2 separate regions of the Mus musculus genome follow, and region 1 is linked to region 2. A link is a contact called in public Hi-C data. All regions are on one chromosome and are shown on one strand. Each heading gives the region's core, a stretch centred on a gene start, on an enhancer-like site or on the middle of the called end of the contact. The rest is flanking DNA. Distances are from core to core; before and after follow the strand shown. Region 1 has its middle 29 kb from the start of Nfkb1. Region 2 has its middle 15 kb from the start of Gm30992.

Region 1 (2,700 bases), core at 117-2,616, 250 kb after region 2:
AGAAAGTAATTACCTGGTGTCAGTCAGTTCTGTCTTAAAAGAAATGTTTTTCTGAGACCAATCTAGTGTAAATTTATGGAAGGGACTGGATCTCTCCCTCATTTGTTTATTTATCTAATCTGTCTGTCTGTCTATAAAGTAGGTATCTTCCAGGTCACCTTCAGCAAACAGTCACTTTGGCCACATCCTCCCCTGCAGATGAGCCCAGCTCTGCCTCCTTAGAGAGGAGACGGCAAGAAAAGAAAACACACTGGCCTCCCAGAGCAGTCTTAACTGGTACTCACCACTGTGTGTAGAAATTGCTAGAAGGGTGTGAATGAAGTGGTGAAGACTTGGACTTTGGATTTACACAAACATAGCTGGATGTCACGGCTATAGATCATTTAGATGGTTTTCTAAGTTAATAGTGACACTATTCAGGTAGCAGTTCAATGAGGAGTCAGTTCTGCTCTGGAGCCTGAGAGCTCCCTAAGCACAAAGACTTATCTTGAAGGAGCACAGCCGCCTGGCGTAGAAGAGCACCAGCCCACAGAATCTATCCCACAGAAGCCTGCTGTTATCTTTCTGATCACTTATTTACTGTTTCACTGTTTCCTTTCTCATGAGAACGGACCTAGCACGGATGATTCAGTGTTCCCACTGTCTACATGCCTGCGCCTGGCATGGTGACTTGCAGGTGGTAAATGCTCCATGCAGGTATGTGCCCGGATAAAATAGTGTCTGGTTAGCAGCTCAGCAAGCAAGCCACACTCTTGATCTCTACACTTCATCCTCTGAGTACCCTTGTACTGTAATAACAACCAACAGTGCCAGAAGTGCTCCGAGGGCTCTCCTCTGTAAACACATCTGATGGCTTTTTACCACCGGGCAATGTTTGTTTTTTGTTTGTATGCTAATGCTTATTTTTGCGTGTATTGTACACATGTGTGGGCATGCAGACCATGGATGGAGGCCACAGGTTGATGCCACCTGCCTTCCTCCATCACTTCTCCATCTTAGTTTTGAGACAGGCTCTCTCCAGAACTCATCAATGTGGCTTGGGTGGCTTGCTGATGATAGGTTTCTGCCTACCAGCACTTGTGTTCCAGATGTATGCTGCCATGCCTGGCCTTTTAAAGTAGGTTTTCATAATATAGGTTCTGGGGATCCAAGTTCAGATCCTCATGTTGACACAGCAAGCACTTTACTGAAAACCTTTTTTCTGCTTCTCTTTTAATTAGCATAGGAAGTAATATTCACTATATTCATATTCGTTATGACATTTTCATTATAATATGTTTTACTTTCGGTCTCCCTGGCTTGTCCCTTTCAACCTTTATGTCATACGTGTCTTAACACCCTCCTTCCCTTCCTAAACCCTCTTCTTCCCCTTTCATGGTTCCCTTTCTAGTTTCATGACAATAGTCATATTCAAACACATACATGAATATACACACAGCATACCAAAGTTAAAGACTAGGCTCTACATCAGAGAGAGTATGTCTTAATATTTGTCTTTCTGACTCTGTTACCTGGATTAACATCATATTTTACAGAACCATCCATTTTCCTACAAATTCCATTCATTTTTCTTTATGACTAAAAAAAAATCATACTGCATACAAGCACCATATTTCCCATTGTATATTTATCTGTGGATGGACATCTAATCTAGGCCCTTGTATGTCCTTGCTGCTGTGACTAGCACAAAAGTAAACATGAATGTGCAAGTATTTCTGTGGTATGCTGACTTACAGTCTTCTGGGCATAGATATTATGAGTGAGTGGGATAGCTGCCTCATGTGGTAGTTCTATTATTAATTGTTTGAGAAACCACCATGCTGATTTCCATAGTGACTGAACTAGTTTACATTACCACCAACAGGGAATAAGAATTCCTCTTTTCACATAGCTTCACGGGCAACCATCTGATGCTTGAAAAGTAGACTTTACTGTTTGAATTTTCAGTTGCAGATGAGGGATCCAAGGCACAAAAGGCGAAGCTGTTCCAGGTAGAGCCATAGAGTCAAGCTAGACTGTGAACTCCAGTATGTAGGTTCCTCAGCATCGGGGGTGGAGTTGCTCAACATTTCCCCACATTGTGGGTGAAGGACTTAAGATGTAAGCGGATTTCCCACAATCAAAGCTTATTAGATAGACAAGGATTCGACTGGGCCAGAGACATCCATCTACAAGCTAGGTTCTTCCCACTCTATGCCAGTGCCGAGGTATAACATTGTGACCCCAGAGACAGAGTTCCAAGAAAAGCCAAGACTGTGTCAATGGCCCCAAAGGTCAAGAACATTCATCATCAGAGAGGCAAAGGGGAAAAAGGAACTCCCTGCCTGTCTACAACGTCCTTCTAGGTACAAACCTGTAATGTCAGCTGTGGCTCTGGTAAGTACATCTTAAGAGAAATGTGTCGAGACGTTGGGGGAAGCCTGACAATTACAGGGAAAAGGGATGTCAGAGAAAAGGGCGCCTTACCAAATGAGTGTGCATTTGTCTAAGGAGACAATAAATGACAATGAGTGTGAATTTATCTGACATTTAATAACTGTAAAGTGTGGACTTGACTTTTAAAGCACCCCCAAACTTCTGGGTGTGGTGGCATACGCTTATAATCTCAGTGGAGGATGGCAAAGGCAGAACTCTGTGAGTTCTGGGCCAGCCTGGTTCACATGGTGAAGAGCAGCTCGCCAAACCTATATATAGAGGGAG
Region 2 (2,700 bases), core at 91-2,590:
GCTGCTTTGGCTGTTCACTTGGGTTCCTGTTGTCATATACCTGGCTGTCTAAATTCTCTGGAGTCAAAACTGCCTCTTAGGCCTCAAATGTAAGTACTCGTTGCACTGATCCAAAAACAGCCATCTTGACTTCCTTTCTAATCAATTATTATTCTAAGTTCTGCCATAAACCATTCTAACAATGTGATATAAAGTGCTATTTCAAAATTTTGAATTGTAGTCTCACATGCATAGTTTTGACTAATGGTGTGCCATGCCATGGTTTTTGTTGATTTGAGACAGCCTGGAGTTCACTTAATGTAGACCAGGCTGACCTCAAACTCTGTGACATACCTGCCCCTTCCTATGCTTAAAGGTATACACCACCATGCTCATTCTAGTCGTGGTTCTTCAGTAGCATCTGTAGTATCACATAAATTTTAACGTGTATCTCTCTGTCCCACCTCCATCACTATTCTGGTTGAGTTCACCTTGGTCCTGCAGACACATAGTTGGCTTCCTCTATGTGTAGACAGATGGTAGTTTTACACCACATGCTATGTGGCTTTTTTCCCTTATGGTATATCTCTAATGTCAGAGTGGCATTTCTTGAGCATTTTATCAACTACGGAATGCATTGGGGTTACTGCCCTGTGTGTAATGCATACTTAATGTTGGTTAGGGTCCATTCTGGAATGGACCCTAACCAACATTCTGGAGGGCAGGTTTTGTCTACCTTTGTATTGAGTGCTTTGGATATTTTTAGGTAGTTTTATACACAGATGACAGTTTATGGTTACAATCTTTTAATTTCTACAATAGGGCTTATTCTCATCCCCCGTTTTTTATTCTGAGTATGTATGTGTACAAAGCAAACATAACTTCATTTTAACTGTTCTTTTGCATGAGTCTTGCTTGGGTATTGTTACAAGATGTAAAGCATCTTCGGTGTTTTCTTAGCGTTAAGGTTTTTAATTTCAGGTCATTGGCAGTGAGATGATATCCATAAATACAAGATAAACAATAGCATAAGTCTATTTAGGTTCATTTCACAACTTTTGGGAAAGTTTGCCCTAATCTCAAGCCGAATTTCCTCAGCAGTTTTTAAAGCAGTTGGCAAGTGAAGCCAATTTTTAAGAGAAACAGCACAGGCTGAATTGATGATTACCTGCTGAGTCGTGGTAGGAAAGTTCCCGCCCGGGTTCCTGTGGTGCTGTCTGAGAAAGAAGTGGTCTAGAGTAACCTGTAAGAGTAGAAAACTGAACAGTAGACCAAAGTTTATAAAGCAACTACTTGCTGGTTGTGTGGACTGCTGTATGCAGTGCATGTTGCACAGAACCAGTGTGAGGTACAAAGTGACTCACTCAGGAGGGCACTCTGCCAAAAACACCCAGGTTTCTTGCAGGCTTGGCTCTGGACTGCTTGCTTTTGGTTGCTGTGTTTTTGTAAAAGTTTACGATTGATCTTGTTTGTAGCCCCCATACTTACTTGGGGGATTCTGACTCAGTTTGAGTCTCAGCTCTAGAGTACTGTAAATGAAATCACAGCATAGACTACTTTTTATTAGTAGTACAAATAATTACAAACTTGACAATTTTGTAAAACATTTTGAGACTGTCATCTGAAAGAAATGACTCCGTTGTGCACACTTGTAAATCTTAGCAGTTGGGAGGCAGAGGTGGGACCGTCACAAATTTGAAGCCAGCTTTGTTTACATAGCAAGATCCCTCGGGGCTCTAGGAGCATTCTGGAGCCCACACAAAATTTAAAACAAAGATCAAGCAACCATGATGATCGCTCTCAAGCACCAACTTTGAGGACTTCTGGCTTCAGTGACTACTTGTCCAAGTACGGCATTTACACATCCACATAAGAAATTCTAATTTGAAATGGGAAGATGTTAAACTTTCTAACTGACATGAGAACTTTGAAGAGAATTCACATACCACCTAGTTAATGTTATAGGATACAAAAAGTGTAACAAGTGAAACGTTAGGAATTACAATGACTTCAAAAAATATTTGAGAATAAGTTATCAAAGGTGTGCAAAAGTTGCACACTGAAAATGAAAATTTATGCTTTAAAGGTGGAACTCTTGTGTTTGTGTATTAAATTTATAGTGTTGAGGTAATATGCTTAAAGCAATTTAGACTCAGTATTATTTCTGTCAAAGGCAGAAGATTCAAACTTGAGTTTTCACGACTCAGCAGAAGCTACTACACTAACCAAAATGGTTTATTGGAGGGAAAAAGCATAGGTCTTGAAATAGAAATGAGGAACCATGCATTTCTGGTCAATCCACATTATATAGCAAAACTGTGCACATTTGGATCTAAGATCCAAAAACATAAAGGATTTGTAAAAAAAAGAAAAGAAAAGAAAAGTACAGATAGCCAGCAGTCATGAAAAGACTGAACATTATCAGTGAAGTGGCAATAAAATCACAATGAGGTATTACTTTGTACTGATTAGGGTAGTTGTGGGGTTGGAAAGCCTCACCAGTTAAGAACTCTTGACTGCTCTTGGAGGGGAAGCAGGTTTGATTCCCTGCACCACACAACAGGCTATATAACTAGTCCCAAGAGATCTCATGCCTTCTGGAATCAAACCCTAATTCTATGTGGCACACAAACAGGCAGGAAAACATTCACACACAATTTTTTGTTTTTCAAGACAAGGTATCTCTCTGTAGTAGACCTGGCTGTCCTGGAACTCACTCTG

What was found. A called contact is a pair of places that touch in the nucleus more often than the background predicts.
Region 1: a Hi-C map of bone marrow-derived macrophages shows a contact between it and region 2, with 16 read pairs. The contact joins two enhancer-like sites. A contact is called at or near these places in 7 of 39 promoter capture datasets (the C10 cell line, the HPC-7 cell line, cranial neural crest and 4 more), 4 of 15 datasets of contacts at CTCF or cohesin (the NIH/3T3 cell line, embryonic stem cells, large pre-B cells and 1 more), 16 of 484 Hi-C or Micro-C datasets (the C10 cell line, the G1E-ER4 cell line, LSK cells and 6 more), 2 of 115 datasets of contacts at active chromatin or transcription factors (effector CD8 T cells and regulatory T cell precursor) and 3 of 9 other capture datasets (adipose tissue, embryonic stem cells and liver).

The regions. Positions count from the first base shown.
Region 1 is chr3:135,718,790-135,721,489 of GRCm38.p6, forward strand. No RefSeq gene overlaps it. Among named protein-coding and RNA genes, the nearest start is that of Nfkb1, 29 kb to the left of the region's middle. Within about 2 kb of position 1,367, at least 84 of the 459 cell types and tissues checked have an H3K27ac peak or open chromatin away from gene starts, as enhancers often do. A contact at or near this core is called in bone marrow-derived macrophages, where this site is marked.
Region 2 is chr3:135,468,846-135,471,545 of GRCm38.p6, forward strand. No RefSeq gene overlaps it. Among named protein-coding and RNA genes, the nearest start is that of Gm30992, 15 kb to the right of the region's middle. Within about 2 kb of position 1,341, at least 52 of the 459 cell types and tissues checked have an H3K27ac peak or open chromatin away from gene starts, as enhancers often do. A contact at or near this core is called in bone marrow-derived macrophages, where this site is marked.